2 separate regions of the Drosophila melanogaster genome follow, and region 1 is linked to region 2. A link is a contact called in public Hi-C data. All regions are on one chromosome and are shown on one strand. The core of a region is the stretch at or near the end of the contact, and the rest is flanking DNA. Distances in the headings are between cores, read along the strand shown. Region 1 holds the start of beg (bad egg). Region 2 holds the start of DCP2 (Decapping protein 2).

Region 1 (6,474 bases), core at 391-2,890, 1.2 Mb after region 2:
GCCGTTGTGGTTCGGTGGAACTCTTGCTGGTATGCGGCATTAATTGGTTCGCCACGGGCACTCTCATTCATAAATACAATTTCACAACCTGATCTAAAGAATCGCGCCACTTGCGCCATGTCAACGATCTCCGTCGAATGCCCCTACCTGGGCATCAAATTCACGACTCATTATCAAAGAAAAAAAAAACAAAAAAAATTGGGCAGAAAGAAAAGAAAAAAAAAACAGCCGAAATACAACAGAACCCAACGGAGTATGAACCGCAAACAGGTTCTGCTTCTAATAGAATCGCCGGTCCATCGACGATCTGATATTCGTGCAGTCTAGACGAGCATTGGTACACATATCTGGTGGGTCCTTTCCTTGGCAACAAGAAAAGAGCTGGGAATGTCGCTCCGTCTTCTGGGAAGATCGCATCGGACCATGGGCGGATGGACAAGGGACACTGGCAGGACCGCTGGCAGAGCGTGTGAGCTAGTGTTTTTGTTTTGATGCCCGAGATGTGTTCCTTGAACTGAGGGCGAAAGTGGTGCGTCACGTCATCTCCGGTGTCTGACTTTGCCGGCGGCTTTGTCGTTCACCTTTGCCATCCCAATCACCATCCCCATCCTTCCCTATCCTCATCATCTTCCGCAGCCAATTCTTTCGGCCTGCCGGAGGGTTATTCTTTTGCCCTGGGTTCAAAAAACTCTGCGATTGCCTTGCTGGGATCGCATTTCAAATTAGAAACTCTTATTTCGGGGGTTCCGAATAGCACATGGCCAAAAAATACTCTTTTGTCTTGGCAGGGTTTTAATCTTATGTCTTTGAATTTAAACATATAAAGAGCTATTATTTCTTTAAATTTTCATAGATATTTAAGGTCTGACTTTAGAAAACGTAAATTATAGAATACAATGCAAATGAAACGAAAAGTCGTAACTTAGCTTCCAAATTTTCTTCAGAAAAATATTGTCATTATTAATATTCCCCTACCCAAGTACACTCGATGTACTCCCCTTACGTTAATGTTTCCCTCCATAAAATTTAATTATTGTCCACTAGGACAGATTTTAAATAATAAATAAAAGGCTACACCAAAAAAAAAAAAAATTATTAATATTTTAAAATAGTATCTTAAATGAAATGTTACTAAGCACAGTAACTTTGTTACTCTGTACTCAACTAAAAACTTGGCTCAGTTTCTATGTAGTCAGTGACTCATGAATAAACAACCAACATTATTTCGTCATGACCATCAACGACTAAATAAGAGCCTAGCAACATAAATCAAGTTTGGCTATAAATAGTGGAAAAAGACCGCAGACCATGACTAAGATGTCTGGGGAAATAAAATACCTGGGAATTTTGATCTTTTTACCAATTCCAATTGGCCATTGGATTTATTTAAAGTTAATAGTAAATACTTGAACCACTTAATAGCGTATATAGCATGTTGACTTTAATAATTAAGATTTACAATAAAGTGTCGATTATCACAATGCACTGAATGTTTTCCATTTCTTAAGATCATATTGTTTTTGAGCATAAGCCGCCAAAATTCAAAATACAATTGTACTAAAATCATCGAAGTACTAAAGCTATCGATGGCCGCATTACAGTTATCGATATGATCTACTTTTCTCTGCTCCAATCAGCTGTTATGTTATGCCGCGAACTCCTTCAACAAAAATGTTGGCCGCCCGCAGATTACTACGATCACCGCGGATTACCGGTGCCCTAAGCTGGTCCCGCTGGAGCAGCGATGCCGCGAAGGCCACAACAGAAACCTCCGCCCTTTTGCAGAACGCGGAGAAGCGGCAGCAACTGCTCAACGAGCTTTCTGAGCCGCTGGAACAGAAAGGCCGGCCCGCCATCGATCCCAAGGAAACAAGTGTGATGCTCTTTCCCGGTCAGGGCACCCAGTACGTGGGCATGGCCAAAGACCTGCTCCGGTTCCCGGGCGCCCGTCGCATCTTCGAGCTGGCCAACGAGGTGCTGAAATACGATCTGCTCAAGATCTGCCTGGAGGGACCACGTGAGAAACTGAATCGCACGGAGCACGCTCAGCTGGCTGTGATGGTATCCTCGCTGGCAGCACTGGAGCAGTTGCGTGAGGAGCGACCCAAGGCCATTGAAACGTGTGTAGCTGCCGCAGGCTTTAGTTTGGGCGAGATTACCGCATTGGTGTACGCGGATGCCCTGCCTTTCGACAAGGCATTGCGATTGGTGCAGGTGCGGGCCACCGCCATGCAGGCGGCATGTGACCAGGCAGCCGGAGCCATGGCGATGACTCTCTACGGACCGGATACCAATCTGGGAGAGGCCTGCGCTCGTGCGCAGCAATGGTGTCTGGACAAAGGAGTGGAGTCGCCCTACTGTGGCATCGCCAACTACATGTATCCGCACTGCAAGGTAGTGGCCGGCAACGTAGAGGCCCTGGAGTTCCTGGAACAAAATGCCAAGTCCTTCAAAATCCGGCGGATGAAGAGATTGGCTGTCAGTGGCGCCTTTCACACTCCTCTAATGCAAAGCGCCGTGGAGCCATTTACCAAAGCCCTGAAAACGGTGCGACTTCAGGACCCCGTCATTAGAGTGTACTCCAATGTGGATGGCAAACCCTATCGCCATGCCAAGCACATCCTAACGCAGCTGCCCAAGCAAATCGTGAGGCCCGTCAAGTGGGAGCAGACTCTCCACGAGATGTACGAGCGCAAGCAGGGCGTCGACTTTCCACGCACCTTCGAATGCGGTCCTGGCAAGGGCCTGGTCCAGGTCCTGGAAAAAGTAAATGCCAAGGCCGCTCAATCCAGCTTTAATGTTATAGCCTAATCTTGTATAAAAATTCAGTTCGCTTTTATAAAAATGTATATTTTCTGGGCTAAAGGAAACAAAAAACTGGGAAGTTATGACCGTTGGCAGATCCTAACTCTTGTCGTCTCGCGATCGCATCCGGTGCGCGAAGGCAGCTCCTTTGTTCTTCCGAAAGCTCTCGAAGGGATCGTGCATATTAGCGCCCACTCCCTGTGGATAGAAAATTATAAGTTGTCCTTTCTTGCGCACTCTTGCCACTTCACCTTGTACATCTCTCGACGATCGCGCACCTCGCCTCCCGAAATGGGCGTGTCGATGCCTTGATTCTTTGAGCCCAGTCCAGTTCCCGTGCCCGCCCAACCCATTTTCATGAGCATTTGGTGGCCCTTGTTCGATTCCTCGATGAAATCCGCTGGCTTGGCAAATGTGCTTCCCCTGGAAAAACAAAGATAGCTCATTGGTCCGACTGTCATGAAATTGTACTATAGCCATGATTTACAGAAAGCTCGGAGGTGTTAGAGATCTGTCGCGGTCCACTCGTCTTAGGTTGGTGCTGTTGCCATTGTCTCGGCTATTGGAATTGCCACGATCACCACGGCCCTCTCTGGTATTTGTGCTGCCGCTGTTGTTGTCCCGTTCGTGGCGAGGAGATCGATTGCGACCCTTGCGGTTGTTACCACCGCCCAACCTGCTCCGATTCATCGGTGGCGGCGTTAAAGAGCGCTCCATGGATCGCGAGCGGGATCGGGAGCGAGACAACGATCTATCTCGATGGGGCGGCGTTTTTGAGCGGGAGCGACTGCGACTCTTGGATCTGCGCAAGAAAATAAGTGCAAATATTTCTAGTTTTTGTGTGAAAATTTTTGATGGAAAACCAACACTCACCGATAAACTCGCTTGTTGCTCTTTTTGGGTAGGGGTTTCTCGAGCACAATCGGACTTGGCGACCGCGACTTTTCTCGAATGCCGTCCTTGATTTCCTCTTCTTTTTGCTTTCGCGCCGCATTCTTCACCTTATAGTACTCATAGAGACCAAGCTTCTCCCAACCCTCACTGCAAGATAAGCCCATTTATAAGGAACGCTCAATAACATCAAATTGAAATACTTACTTATCCCTTGGACGATCGTGTGAGGGTGCGGAATAGAAGGCGTTCAATGCATTTGTTAATCGCTCGCTTTGTGGCGCTGGAGCTGGCAGTCGAATGTCCGCCGGATCGAGGGCTTTGTAGTTGTAATCCTCCAGACGAATGAGCGGCACCATGAGGCCCGCTGGCAGGTCGTAGTAAGGCGCTGTGGGTATTTGTGGCTCTCCGATCACAACAGGTTCTCCAGATTCTCCGTCGACCAATTTCTGTGGTTGCTGGCCATCTTCCAATGTTCCGTCTTCGGGTTTGTTGGTTATAACCGCGCGAATGGCTGCATTGAGCACATCCAGATCCACTTCGCTGCTATCAGCATTTTGCTGGCCAGGTCTAACAATATTCTGGGGATAGGCAGCCATTGGCGGCGGCTGCTTTTGCTGCTGCGGTTGTTGCTGCTGCTGCTGCTGCAGTTGGTGCTGTCCTTGTTGCTGAGGGTCGTCAGGATGGTGTTGCTGCTGCATCTGTAAGCACGCCTGAATCGCTGCACTGAGAACGCCAAGATCAACAGGTGGTTCATTGCCAGAACCCGGCGCCTGCATGGGCGGAAACTGTCCCGGTTGTGGCTGCTGCTGGCCCATTGCTGGGCCCTGATTATGATGCATGGGTCCGGGGAAGCCTGGTGGTGGTTTGGACATGTCCGGAATGAAGAAGTTCGGTCCGCGTGGATCCGCAAAGTGATTCCCCGGTGGTGGCTGCTGCTGTTGGAAGTTACCACCTGGATACATATTATTTCCCGCCTGCGGATGCTGCTGATCATGCGGCCCCTGGCTATTCATGTGCTCATGGTCACCCGGCATTGCTATTCGGTGGGACATCAGCGATGGTATGTTCTTCTGCTGATGCTGAAGCATGTGTTGCTGCTGGGACTTCTGGGCCACAATCTGCTGCTCCAGGTGCTGCGCCTGTTTCTCCAGCTGCACAATTTGCTGGCTAGCATGTTGGATAAATACATGATGCTGTTTCTGATAGCTGAAGCATAAGAGTTATGGTTTATTATGTGCTCTATTATGTTCTTGGACTTTTATACTTACTTATCCAAAGTCGCCTTGGTATTCTGCGTGAATTTAGCAGTTATATCATGATGTGTGTTCTGCAGATTGGTTTTGTACTCCTGCATTGACGAGTCCGGTGACTGAAGCTTCGAGATGACGCAGGCATCGAAGAACTTCGCCTTGGACTCCCACAGAGACAGCAGCTTGGCTAGCTTCTGGCGCTGGTCGGGGTTGCCAACTGTGGGCGAGGATAACACTATTAGAAATCCGTAAAGGAATGGATCGAAGTGGAAATACATACTCAAGTCGGCGCTGCAGAACATCGGAATGACGACGTTCTCGAGGCTGTTCTTCAAGTCATTGATGTTCTTGCGCATGCTGTAAATATATCGTTGGACTTAGGTCTCATCTCCTAGCTACTCTAAATGTCAAGGTATGATGTCCGAAGTCCGGTGGTCGGTCAGGTTCAGTCCAATTCTGTCAGCGTAGTCGTCCGCAGAAACTAACCCACAAAGTAGTCTTACTGCTCAGTGGGTTAGTTATTGAGGTCTATGGCCCTTAAATACTATACTATACTAATAATTGACTGGGCGAACTTACCAGTGATGGAGTATATCATTAACTAAATATATAAGATGCAATTTTTGCTGAAACGTTGAACCATTGACCAAAGCCCTAAAAATAAATTAACAAACGAAAAACATATTTTTCTAGTTCTCTGTATGCACAACAACATTGCCAAAAGTACTTGTTGTGCAAGTATAATGATTTTTGTTAGTAAATCTTCTTTCTTTTTGGTATTTGTGTTTTTTTTTTTGGTTTTTTTTTTTTGTCCGATGATTATCACTGTTAAGTGTTGGTGTGTTGTTGTGCGTGTTTATGGTTAAGCTTATTAAGTAAAATGATTTGTTTGGGTGTGTGGCCCTAGCTAAAAGACTTCCGGATCTGGGGACTACTCATATATGATCATAACATCTCTCGAAAACGAATCAACGAATCAATCTCGAGCCTCTCTGTGGAAGTCTCAATCGCACAATCGCTCAATCGATCATCTCTCACTTGTTTGTTCGATATTTCGTATTTCGTTTTTCTATGTTTGGTTAGTATTTCACTCGTTGAAAGAAAGAAACACAATTTAATTAATACATATTGCAGGTCATTAGGTATAAAACTGAGGCATACTTCTTTAAAAGATATTGTAAAACGACATTGATTTTTGCGCTGTCGGTTGAATGCTGTAAAATCCAGTTCTTGCCTAAAATTGCAATATCAAACGGGTTACTCATATTGTCATTGTCCATGGCGATTATAAATTAGGTTTAGGATTAATCAAAAAGTAGTATGGATTCATTTAGTGTGCGCTTTGTGTGCAGCAAAGCTGCGGAGCATCAAAAATTCAGCTCCATTAGCTAACTTATGACTGATTACGAGACTACAAACAAGCAATAATGTAATCCAGCCTGTCCGCTGAACTCGTATTTACCTGCAGAGATGCTGTCCTTCGTGCAGGACTCGATGATCGGCTGCAGAACGCCATCGAAGTCCC
Region 2 (6,524 bases), core at 3,178-5,677:
CGAAGGAGCTGACAATCTGCTGAAAATGCTCGGTTTTATGTACCTATTTTATAATCAAACACTGAGATAACTCACCTTCTCATTGCTTGCCGATTGCTGCGCATCGTTCTGACTTTGGCTATGGAACAGTTGACGCTTCGAGGATACAGTACCTCCTACGACGGCGCCATTTGACGTCATTGGCGTTGCTATTGTAGTTGGCGTTGCCTGATTGCTGCCCGCAGCCGCATTTTGCTTATTGCGTTTCCCATTGCTATTGCATATGTTCATCGAGTTGATGGCAGCGGTGGCGGAGGCGGAAGCTGCCGATCCCGCTCCCGTTCCAACGGTCCCCTTGCCATTGAGATTATTCAATTTGACGCCATCCAAGTCGCCCATGGACTTGTGCCTCTGTCGTTGCGATTCATTTCGCACTCCTGTGACGTCCTTCTTGCAATTTCCGTTCATATTGGTGGGCGAGGCCGCTTTTGGCGATTGCTGACCAGAGAATTTGCGGCGACGCGGCTCGATTCCAGCCTTCCGATCGTTCACCCACTTCTTCAGGCGCTTCACAAACGGCATAATCATGAAGAAGGAGTTGGAGGTCTTGCCCAACTTGGCCTTTGATATGGCATCGTTCTTGTTCACCGGCAGCGCATCGATACGGAACCAGTCGCAGCACTTGATCTCGTTGCGAGTGCGGGGCGCGAACTGCGTGTCCATCGGTATGTTTCGCACCACGTACAGCCGCGTGTACTGGTAGTTGATGAACGCCTCGATGTAGTCGTTGGCATCGATTAGGTCCGTGATATCGAACCCGGTCTCCTCATAAACCTAAAAAATCACCGGAGATTAATAAATTTGTTTTCAAAGTCCATAAACCATGTAAAGTAATTCCATTTCACTTCTTTTTTTTTTTAACACCACATTGAATGCATTCATTTTTCACAATAATATTTTTTAGAATTCCAATATATTCCCGACTTGCCTCTCTCGTTGCACAATGGGCTGGGTCTTCGTTCTCATTGATCTTGCCCTTGGGAAATCCCCAGGAGTTGCGCGCGAAGTAGGACTGCACTAGCAAGCAGTGATTGTGATCCTCGGACACCAGAATAGCGCCATAAGTGGGCACCGATAGCTTGTAGTTCTTCCACTCGTCCAGGATTTGATCCACGGTGCCAAAATGTTTGTTCAGGAAGGGAATGTGCTGGTGTAAGATTAATATTATCTATATAACTCAAAGAACATAAGCTATCAAAATCCGAAACTCACTTGGAACAACTGCATGGCAAACTGCTTGATGCCCACCGATGGCAGCTTTCGTTGCACGCACTTCGGGGTCTCGCCATCCTCGCCAGATTCGGGGGCACAAAAGAAATCCAAATAGAACCAATGGGCCAGTTCGATTTGGAAACACATACGTATTAGATTGTTTAGCTCCATGTCCGGAACATTGATTATAAATCGACTGGCCAGATCATCAAGTATATCGGACGGAATTTTCGATTTCTCTGGCAATTTATTGCTGGACGCCTTCGTGGTGCTTGCTCTTGGTGTTAATGCTGCTGATGTGACAACTTCACCTGCTCCCGTTGGCGCAGATGTGCCTGCAGCATCCTCCGATGATGAGCTGCCGTAGGAGGAGTTTGTCGATGTCGATGAGTGGGTCGATGATATGGATGAGTTTAGGCGTTGCTTCTGCTGCTGCTGTTGATGTGCCTGTTGTGCATATGGACGTTGCTGCTGCTGCGTCTGCTTCCTCCTTTCGATGGCAATTGGCGCTGTGGGCGTGGCGGTGAAAACAGCTCCAGTTTTTAGCAATTGGTTTAGTACATCATACTCGCTTTTAATGTCGAGGTTTCGTCGTTGTGGTTGCTGCTGCTGTTTTTGTTGCTCGTGTTGTTTGCTATTGCTATTGTCGCTGTGGTTGTTGTTCTTGCTGTGCTGGTTATTGTTATTGTTGATATTTAGCACTTTTTGTAAAGTCAGCGACGCGAGCAACGCTAGATTGTTGACTTGAAATAGAGAGGGGAAAAATTGATAGATAAGCACACGGCCCCAAGAAACTGATAGTAATGAAAACACAACGAGGTAATGAAACTACATAAACAGCTGAAAGATATACATTCATTTCACACATATGTAGTTTTAGATACAAGCAATACAAATTTAAAATTTATATCTATACCCTACCCTACGAGCTGTATATGTATTGAATCGTTGTTAATGCGTAGCAAACGTAATAGCTTTGGTAAACAATGCAAAGATAACTACGTTTTATAAATACTTTTATTGTTTCTATTTCTTGTCGAAGAAAATGTTTAATTAATTTGCGTGTTTAAAGCTTTAAAAGAAATATTTCTTCTTGATTAGCAAATGTTTGTGTTGTGTCCTAAGATAGTCTTTAATGGAAACTTTTTTAGATATATTTTCTGAAAGAAGTTACGTTATTTTGAATTCCCAGCAGTTTTACCTTTAATGGCAATCATCTTGATTCGATAAGCACCCTTTGTAAGAGCCTAAAAATAACCCTTTTCGACCATTGGTTGCCATGCTGTCTCGGAAACTAAGGCAAATGCTAGTGGAGCACCTTGAGGAATTGCTGAGTAATCGCAATCCCCTGGCCAATGATCTACGTACATTTCTGCGCTGCCAATTGCGCAACAACAAACAGCGAGACAAGCGGCAAAACCACTACTATTACTAGGCTATTGCCGTCGTACTCCGTTCGCTTGGCCTCTAAAAAAAACAATTGAAAGCAGAAAAAACACACGGGCAGTTCAGCGACCCCGTTGAAATGTGTTGCACCATGCACACGCACACTAGAGTTGGTGTGGGTGACTACTTGTGCAATGTGCACTGAGTGCTGCAGTACGACCCCGATAACGTAGACTGGTGGCATACAGTTGATTGGAAGTTGAGAAGAAAGTTTTGTCTTCAACATTAAGCGGAAAATTTTACCAATTCTACATTACGCATAACCCAACAACTAGTAACATTGTCTATTTTTGATTTGTGAATCTGATTCAAGGCCGCTGAAATTTTTATTTACTTTTTATCTTACCAGATAAAAAATTAGCCTAGTTCTTTAGTTTTTAGCTACGTGATATTAGCCTTAAAAATATACGATTATTAATGATGTAAACTAATTAAGGCAAAGAAACAAATGGATATATTTTGATTAAAGCCAAATACTTAAGTCCTTGTGTTTGTATTTATTTTTGTATGATTGCAATATTCTGACTATATTTTATATAGATTATGAATTGCTGGGTGGGAGATATTCTGATTGTCTAATTCGCTTTTGATTATAAAGGATTTTGAAACATAATAATCATATAATATGGATAGAACGTGAAGTTCTTTAACGAGAAAGTGTGACTCTTTCGAGCACGTACTACACTTTATGCTTTGTATTTACATATATTTTATTATTTTTATAGTTTATTATGAACCCACTGGAAGTGTACCGCTTATCATCTAGAGACCCGCCTACCGTTATCATCCTTGCTGCTACTGCCGACGCTAGCAGAGGCAGAGACGGCGGCAGAGGCAGAGGCTGTGACGACAGCGACGGCGTTATTGATCAGTGGTGCGATTTCCATAATATTTATTTAGATATCGGAGCTCCGTTTGTTTATGTAATACACTTTATTGGCTTTACTTTTTGTGTTTGTCTTTTTCGCAAAATATTTTTGTTTGTTTGTTAATTCACATTCGCGTCTCTCTCTGTCTGCACCAGTCTTTCGATACGCTTGTGTGTTTATGTGTGAGAGAGCGCAACTGTGTGTATGTGTGTGAGAGAGCGCAACTGTGTGTGGGTGTACGAATGTGAGTATGTGTGTGTAAGCGTTTTGTCACGTATTTTTACAACGGCGTTGCTTTTGTAGTAAATATGGCTGCCAAGTTTCGAAAATTTCTGCAATCGTCCGCTTTTGTCGCACGAATTTAAATTTCCAATGCAATTTTTGTACTTGTACTCTAGTTATTCCATCGGTTGCATTACATCCTTTTGCTATTGTTCTCTCGATTTTCGCTCTCTTTCCCTCAACATGTTTTGCATTTGCATTTAATTCTGTTGTTGCTATTGCTGTTTTTGTTGCTGTGTCGTCGTTTTTGTTATTGCTATAGTCGTTGTCGTTTTTGTTGTTTGTGTTCCACTCCATCCACAAAATAATTGAGTGCGCTCCACTTTGGTGCGAGGGAGACGGAAAATTCTTCGCACGCACACAGTCTCACGTTTTTCCGTTTTCTTTTCTCGCCCAGTTCACGTACTTTCCACTTTCCAATCTCAAATTATTATTTGCTCACCGAACTTTTTCGCGATCTAAATTGCCTTTATTTACACGTTGCACTTAAAATTAGCTACTATTTTGCACTATTTAACGGGCTTTTCAACTGCTCAAAACTCGCCTTCCTCTTCAGCGTCGCGTATAGAAATAGTATGAAATAAAAAATACCAGCATGCTGCTCACTAAGATACCAAAATATACCGTTTCTTTAGCGACCAGGGAAGCCAAATACAGTTGGCTCTGTGATAAATGTACTCTTACAAAGCCTGTCTTACGTTATTTGCTTATTTTTTCGGGAATATTAAAAGACAGTTTACTAATGAAAATTTTAAGAGATTATTATAATGATTTCAATAATTCACAGTTAGATTCCCTTCCGTTGCACTTACTTGTAGTTGTATACAAATAGTGTTTATTTTATTTTTAATTATTTAAAAATATGTGATCTCTTATTTTAATTTCGAAAAAAAATGTGAAGAGATATTTCAAACAGATCTCCTTAAAATTAGCTTACGTTTACGATTTAATAACAATATCGATATAACGAAATGTCCACCAAAGTATCACAATATAAATAAGTGTATTCTCAAAAATATCGATACACTGATATTGTTATGCATTTCTCACATCTCTATCGCCATACCAATCGTTTCGTGTTTCGACTTTTCCAGGCCAACCAAAAAACGATTTTTCCGTACTGAAAAGTGCAATTCGCGCAAGGAAAATCTTCGATGTGGTCCTTTTAAGCCATCAAGATTGCATTTTCGAAATTTTCCGCCTGCAGCTGGCCCTGGACGTGCTTTGTATCCGTAGAGAACAGAGACGCAAAGGTTGGGACACCAACATATACATCGAAATCTAAACCAACATCATCCGCGTGTGTGTGTGTGTGGTGTGTGCTTGTGGGTGGACCAGGTTACCTTTCAGTTTTAAGGTGTTCCATGGAGTGAATGTTGTAAAAGCGATTGAACATATATCACATGAATAAAAGAGATTTCAGTTTTAATTAAATTAGGTTGAAGATAATTCCACAAGCATATTATTGAACTAGAGAACTGTTTATCTTAACCATCGATTAACTCAACCTGCCAATTTGTTTACCAATTAAAGTACATGTTTTAATTTTAAAACTTAGCTATTTTAAGATTCAAAACAGAAGTTTCAAGTAACGATCTTTTAGCTTAAAGTTTCTAAATATTTAAGGATTATTAATATTTATTTTATATCATTTATACGAATGGTGGATTGTTAAACTTAACGTGTTGAATGAATACCTTAAATAACACTCGTATTAGTGTTAAGATGTTTCTTTAGTCGAAAGGTCCACCTTAGTATCCGCAGATCCGAAGTTGTGAATGTGTGCGTGTTACACAGCATGTCTGTGTGTGGGTGGTGCAAAAGGGCGGAGGACAAGAAAAATAAATCAGAATTTCCACATCCAGTGCCCAGAATATGAATTATTTGCATCAAAAATGTACAATTACTTAATTTATTAAGTAAACAGTCGCTTCAAGAAGATATTAAACGAAGCACAATGTCCTTGTAAATTGATTAGTTACTTACTTACTTATAATCGAGTTCAATGCCGCCCTTCTACGCCCTACCTACGCATTGATTTAATTTACTTTGACTTGACCATTAATCACTATTCTACTATATACTACCATTTCTGCCCACAGATAGACGCCGTGTGGGGTTGGGTTGCTTCCGGCCCGCTGCGCTTAGCAGCGAACAGAATGGGCGACCTGCCGGGCTCGGGCTCCACCGCTCAACCACGGGATGCTGGTAAGGATTTGATAGGAGCTTGGTTTGGAATTGGGAAGAGAGCAAGCCAGGGGCAACCTGTGTGCCTCATGTGACTTTAAATACTTCATATTTGTTCGTAAGACTATGATCTTTCAGCTAAAAAATACTATTAGAAAAGGTTTTTCCTTCATAAAAAAGTATTTGAACTCTCATTCACAATTCCAATTAATCGGTACCATTAAGTTTATTTGTACTATTCCAAACATATGGTATTTTTATACTCAAAATCATTATGTATGCCAACAGCTGTCACCGGTACCGGTGGTAATTCCACGGCTGGTGGCGGCTCCTCCGTTGGATCTACGGCAGTGGACCGACCTCCGTCGCCCGCCCGCCTCTCTCACACGTCCGAGAAACATCCGAAGGTCACGCTCACTGAACTAAATATGCTACGGCGCCATCGGGAGCTCTGCGATGTGGTGCTCAACGTGGGCGGACGGAAGATCT

The links. Hi-C and Micro-C count contacts between places; a contact is called where the count stands out from the background.
Region 1: a contact with region 2 is called in a Hi-C map of the Kc167 cell line, with 4 times the contacts expected there. A contact is called at or near these places in 9 of 107 Hi-C or Micro-C datasets (the Kc167 cell line, the S2 cell line, brain and 3 more).

What each region holds. Positions count from the first base shown.
Region 1 is chr3L:17,034,028-17,040,501 of dm6, forward strand. It overlaps beg (bad egg), which reads left to right and starts at 1,641. Exons shown (of 1, transcript NM_140693.3): 1 at 1,641-2,838. The coding sequence starts at 1,672. The coding sequence ends at 2,811. It overlaps scaf6 (SR-related CTD associated factor 6), which reads right to left. Exons shown (of 12, transcript NM_001038939.2): 4 at 6,412-6,474; 5 at 5,529-5,603; 6 at 5,230-5,306; 7 at 4,968-5,166; 8 at 3,904-4,905; 9 at 3,679-3,846; 10 at 3,293-3,607; 11 at 3,057-3,228; 12 at 2,832-3,003. The coding sequence ends at 5,551.
Region 2 is chr3L:15,821,996-15,828,519 of dm6, forward strand. DCP2 (Decapping protein 2) reads right to left here and starts at 4,428. Exons shown (of 5, transcript NM_001259847.2): 1 at 3,476-4,428; 2 at 1,252-1,994; 3 at 968-1,186; 4 at 76-813; 5 at 1-19. The coding sequence starts at 3,584. It overlaps dbo (diablo), which reads left to right and starts at 4,893. Exons shown (of 6, transcript NM_080250.3): 1 at 4,893-5,101; 2 at 5,951-6,056; 3 at 6,324-6,524. The coding sequence starts at 6,008.